2 separate regions of the Mus musculus genome follow, and region 2 is linked to region 1. A link is a contact called in public promoter capture Hi-C data. All regions are on one chromosome and are shown on one strand. The core of a region is the stretch at or near the end of the contact, and the rest is flanking DNA. Distances in the headings are between cores, read along the strand shown. Region 1 overlaps Ncor2 (nuclear receptor co-repressor 2). Region 2 overlaps Scarb1 (scavenger receptor class B, member 1).

The links. Capture Hi-C pulls out chosen DNA fragments and counts their contacts.
Region 2: a contact with region 1 is called in a promoter capture Hi-C map of adipose tissue. The contact joins two enhancer-like sites. A contact is called at or near these places in 3 of 115 datasets of contacts at active chromatin or transcription factors (bone marrow-derived macrophages, embryonic stem cells and pancreatic cancer cells) and 3 of 9 other capture datasets (adipose tissue, liver and pancreatic islet).

Annotation. Positions count from the first base shown.
Region 1 is chr5:125,133,558-125,136,278 of GRCm38.p6, reverse strand. The region is part of intron 1 of Ncor2 (nuclear receptor co-repressor 2); the gene reads left to right. Among named protein-coding and RNA genes, the nearest start is that of Ncor2, 44 kb to the left of the region's middle. Within about 2 kb of position 1,333, at least 222 of the 459 cell types and tissues checked have an H3K27ac peak or open chromatin away from gene starts, as enhancers often do. A contact at or near this core is called in adipose tissue and liver, where this site is marked.
Region 2 is chr5:125,305,231-125,307,951 of GRCm38.p6, reverse strand. All of the region lies in intron 1 of Scarb1 (scavenger receptor class B, member 1), which reads left to right. It overlaps Gm32701 (a long non-coding RNA gene), which reads right to left. Exons shown (of 5, transcript XR_001784962.2): 2 at 1,803-2,355. Among named protein-coding and RNA genes, the nearest start is that of Gm32701, 3.3 kb to the right of the region's middle. Within about 2 kb of position 1,366, at least 22 of the 459 cell types and tissues checked have an H3K27ac peak or open chromatin away from gene starts, as enhancers often do. A contact at or near this core is called in adipose tissue and liver, where this site is marked.

The sequences.
Region 1 (2,721 bases), core at 84-2,583:
GTCTAGAGGCAGTACCCCAGGCTTGTTCCTAGACTGAGGGGGTTGGCTTAGAGTGGTGTGTGTGTGTGTGTGTGTGTGTATGGATAGATGTATATGTGTGTGATATATGTGTAGAGTATATATGTGGTGTATGTATATACATGTGTTTGTGTGTGGTATATGTGTGCAGTGTGTGTGTGTGTGTGTGTATGGATAGATGTGTATGTGTGTGATATATGTGTAGAGTATATATGTGGTGTATTTATATACATGTGTTTGTGTGTGGTATATGTGTGCAGTGTGTGTGTGTGTATGGATAGATGTGTATGTGTGTGATATATGTGTAGAGTATATATGTGGTGTATGTATATACATATGTTTGTGTGTGGTATATGTGTGCAGTGTGTGTGTGTGTGTATGGATAGATGTGTATGTGTGTGATATATATGTAGAGTATATATGTGGTGTATGTATATACATGTGTTTGTGTGTGGTATATGTGTGCAGTGTGTGTGTGTATATGGATAGATGTGTATGTATGTGATATATGTGTAGAGTATATATGTGGTGTATGTATATACATGTGTTTGTGTGTGGTATATGTGTGCAGTGTGTGTGTGTGTGTATGTATGTGTGTGAGGTATGAGTTTGGGTATTTATGTGTAGGGTGTGTGTGTGTGTGTGTGATGCATGAATGAATGTATGTGGTGTGTGTGTGTGTGTGTGTGTGTGTGTGTGTGTGTGTGTATGTCTTGTATGTAGAGGCAGGACCCTGCTTCCTCAGACTGGCCAGACTGATGACCTGTGGCACTCACTGTGGGAAACCGGGGCATCCTTTGTGTTTACTGGGTGCCCAGCTCCTGGGAGAAGTCATGGAGATGGGGTTGGAAAGGAGGGGTCTTTATTTAGGTGTGGGTGTAATGGCCACTTTTGCCTGGGGCAGAGGCTATGAACATTCACTGGCCTCACTTGACCCTAGAATCATCCTGTTCTGTAAGTAGCTCCCCGAAAGACACAGAAAGACCTAGAAGATAGTGTGAAGGGGATAGTTTTTGTGTCATTCCGCCTTCAGGGTGCTGGTGCTTAGGGGATTATCCCGCTTCCTCCCCGGAAGGCCATGTTCTTCTCCTTGGCTCAGGGTAGCCCTGAGCAGCTCTGGGAGGCCCACTTCCCAGGCACAGCTTTCTCCTTGGCGCAGACACTTCCCAGGCTGCCCGCCCTGTTCTGGAAGACCGGGGGTGGCTTCTCCTGCCACTTGGAGCCAGAAGACCCGCCCCCTGCCTCCAGTCCTGCTTTGACAATGCGTCCTTTGTCCCCTGGTCCAGCCTCCTCCCAGCTCCCAGCAGAGTGCCTCTGCCTATGATGTCATGCCCCTTTCAGTCAGGTCCCAGGCCGGTGGCCGGGGTGGAGGCCTGCAGACTAGGAACCACTGACCTGTTCCTTACTATGACTGGGCTACCCTGAACCCTTCAAGGTCAGGGTCAATGTTCTCTCATGTGTGAGTGAGTGTGTGAGTATGTGTGTGTGTGTGTGTGTGTGTGTGTGTGTGTGTGAGAGAGAGAGAGAGAGAGAGAGAGAGAGATCCCATTTACAGAGCAACACACAGGTCCCAGCTGGGTCCTTGGCTTTGCCTTTTTCTCTCCTCTCCCGAGCCACCTCCAGCTTCTTCGCCTGTGAGTGGATGAGTCACGGAGCTGGCCTCTCCCAAGAGCCTTGGGCGTGAGACCCTGGCTTCCTGCCAATCAGAGGGGCCTCTTGGGCCAGGACCATGCCCCTAGGTGTCCCTGCGTGTGGCTTCATGCTTGGCCTCTCTGGCTACATGGAGACTCCATAGGGTCTAGCCGTGGGCTTGAGGGAGCCTTAGACTCAGATCGGGTTTAATTTAGAGCACACAGGGGTCTGCTCAAGTCTGGCTACCCCAGATCCTGTGACAGCATTTAGAAATTAGGTCTTGCAGGGTGACTGCAGATAGAATCACCGTGCATTTCCTGGGTGGTCACCATCCTTCTACAGTGCCATGATAATCAGGAGAGAGTCTCAGGAAGGAGGCCAGAATGGGCCAACATAGCCATAGTAAGGACCCCTGGACTTGCTGAGGGTGGAAGAGGCTTTCAATCTGCCCTGGAACCCTGAGAACAGCCTACCAGGCCTCCGTAGCTGAGGCAGAATCCATTTCTGTGTTTTGAAGGACCTACCTTGTGGTTTTTATAGCAATTTAGGGAAGACTTGGCCTGGAACGCAGTACCTGGGGTAGGCTCACTTGGGCTCTCCACCTGCCTGCTGTGTGACCTTGGACACTTTACTCAGCCTCTCTGCACCTCTCTCTGCACCTGTACAGTGTTTCAGATGGGATCTCAGGCCAGGCTGTCAGATGACTGGGTAGGACGCCAGCAGAGCCTGATGAGAGTCAGACACAGGGCTGGCTACCAAGATGGCAGGAGCTGTTCACGTTGGTCTGTCACCATGGCAACCACTTAGGCCCTGAGATGGAAACGGTATTGCCCTGTAGAAAGAGTCTCTTCCTCCACCGTGTCACATGGAGCTGTGGCAGGCACACAGATGGAGAATAAAAGCAGAGAGGCCTGTAGGATGTTTTCTTGCCCACCTTCACCAGGGGCTGGGTGGTCCTGGAACTTGCCATGTAGACCTTGCTGGTCTTGAATGCACAGAGATCCTCCTGCTTCTGCCCCCTAGTGCTGGGATTAAAGGTGTGTGCTACCATGACTGGCTTACTTCTTTCTA
Region 2 (2,721 bases), core at 117-2,616, 170 kb before region 1:
GGGAGCTGGTATTCGGGGTGTTGTCCCAGGTAGAGGCTCCGCAGAGCCATAGGGCACTGCACAGATATGATCTATGTTAGAAGTGCACACAAGTACCCGCTGGCTGCCCGGGCTGTGTACCTCACCCATGCCCTCACTTATTTAGCTTCAGCTTCCTATTGCAGTGTTCTGGGGAAGTATAGTCTACTTGACTTTACAGCTGACCTTTTAAAAATGATGGGTGCATTTCAGTTTCGGTATTCAATGGAGGGCGCAGCAAGATGGCTCAGTGGGTGAAGGCACTTGCTGCCAAGCCTAATGGCCTGAGTTCGATCCCTGGGGCCCATATGGTGGAAGGAGGGAGAACTGTCCTCTGACCTCCACACATGCACCCTGGCGTAAGCAAACCCACACACATACCCATATACACAAATAAGTAACTGCAGAGATTAAAAGAATATAAAAACCTTTATTGAGACACGCCAGCCTTGTTTATTCTGGAATTTCTCACAGTAGGACTCACAACGCCCTGTGCATATTTCCTTCTGTATTCTCTCCCCCAGTAGTATACTGAGTCCTTCCCCTTCCCCTCCCTTTTTCTTTTTGAGATGGTCTTACGTAGCCCAGGCTAGCCCTGAATTCACTATGTAGCTGAGGATGGCCTGGGACTCCTGCTCCTCCTGCCTGTGCTTCTGGAGGGCTGGGGTGGCAGAGGTGGGCACTGTGCCCACTTTGTTCAGGGCTGGGGATGGATCTAATTTAATCCACCAGGTCACACACACACGAGTGGAGCCATGAGCACCCGTGGGACTTGTCTCGTGTTGGCAGAGGCAGGTTGGTAATCTCCCAGCAGCTCCACAGATGTTTCCTAGAGTCTCGGTTTATAAACACTCCTGTCATGGGTGGACACGGAGCCCCGCACGCTTGCTCGGCAGGCCAGCCTTTGCTGGAACACCCTCCTGGGACCTTTTCCTGGCAAAGCCTGTTTTGTCTTTGTTTTGTCCTCTTGCTGTTGTGAAGCGGGTGATTGCCATGCAGCAAGGCTGGCCTCAGAAAGCCAGTCAACCCTCTGCCTTAGCTGCCTGAGCGCTAAAGTGACTGGCGTGTGCTCCAACAGCGTGCACCCCGAGAGCCAGCTCTTAATTTTTTTTTTTTTTTAGTTTTCCACCATGTGTTGATTTGGTTGTGGTGGTAGGGATTGAACCCAGGGCCTTGCACGGGCTGGGTAAGCTCTTTTCCACTGAGCTGCATCTATGTCTTCTCTTCTTTTAAATGTAAAATCGTTTATTCAGTCTTTGAGAACCACAACATTCATACAACGTATTTCAATGATACACGCTTGCTACTCCTCCCAGATCCCCCTACAGGCCACTCCTGATTTTATATCCATTTTGGTTTTGGTTTTGGTTTTGTTCACCCCTTCGAGACAGGATCTCACTAGATAGTGCTGGCTGGTCTTAAACTCACATAGATCCTTGTGCCTCTGCCTCCCAAGCGTTGGAAGTAAAGTCACGTGCCACCACAGCCAGTACTTTCTTCTTGTCTTTTCTTTTTCCCCCTTATTTACCCACTCAATCCAATTGCTGTGGCCCATATACATATTGTAGGGGCAGTTTTACACTGTGTGGCAGTAAGCAAAATAGTAGTTCTGGGGTCATGGGGGAACAGCACCCCCAGAGCCTGTCTCAGCCATTTGATTCTCAGCCAGATTTATAGTATCGGGCATGTTTTTCGTCCTATGGAGAAGGCCTTAAATCCAGTCAGAGAGTATTGGCTAAACCCATAATATCCGTGCCACTAATGCGTCCGTGGGCAGATCTTACCAGGCTGATAAGCTGCAGGGTAGTTTGCAGGAGTCACAGCTGCCTAAGGGTGCCAGGGTCTTGAAATGCCTCTCTGTTTTTGCCAGATGTTCAGGCTGTGGGTGACCAACGGAAGGTGCGGCAGGACATCTCTTAGGTGGACTCAGCAGGGGATTTTTCTTTCAGTGGGTCCCGAGGAGGACAGGCCAGACCCAGCCATGGCTTTCATGACTCCGGCCTTGCAGTACTCAAGGACAAACCCCAGGCCCAGAGAGCCAAGCTAGGCCTGAGAGAGTGTGGCCCAGTGTCCGCCTGCCTCGGAGTCTACTCTGACGTGGGGCTGGGCTTGACCTGCCAGTTCTGGCTTGCCACCTCCCCTGGAGCCTCTGCCTGTTGTTTCTGGCTGTTTGGGGACAGTGGGGTGGTTGTCTTTGTCCTGGCAGGTCGAGTTCAAAGTCAAAGCTGTTTGGCTTTTGGACACTGCTATCTCTGATGAGCTGGGGGTGGTGACTCTTAGCTCTGTGGCATTAGCAGAGGTCCCAGGTCAGGGAATGGTCCACCTCTTCCTCCTAGCCTTGGAGAAAATCAGTAGTTCTGTTTTGAGACAGAGTGTCTCATTCACTGTGTATCCCAGGCTGACCTCAAAGTTACCATCTAACTCCTTCAGTGTCCCAAGTGCTAGGATGACAGCCCTGCATGACTGGACCCAGGGCTGCCTGCACACTAGGCAATCACTAAGCCCCGCCCCCGGTCCTGCTTACTGTCTTCTGTCCCTCACTGCTGGTGACTCAAGAATCATCCTCTTCCCTCTCCCTGCTCCTCAGTACATCACACAGCACTGGCTCTGCCCCCGCTCCACCCCCCCCCACCCCCACCCCCCCACCCGGTGCATAAAGCCCTTGTCTTCCCGATTTGGTAAAAGCTTCACGGGACTGGAGAC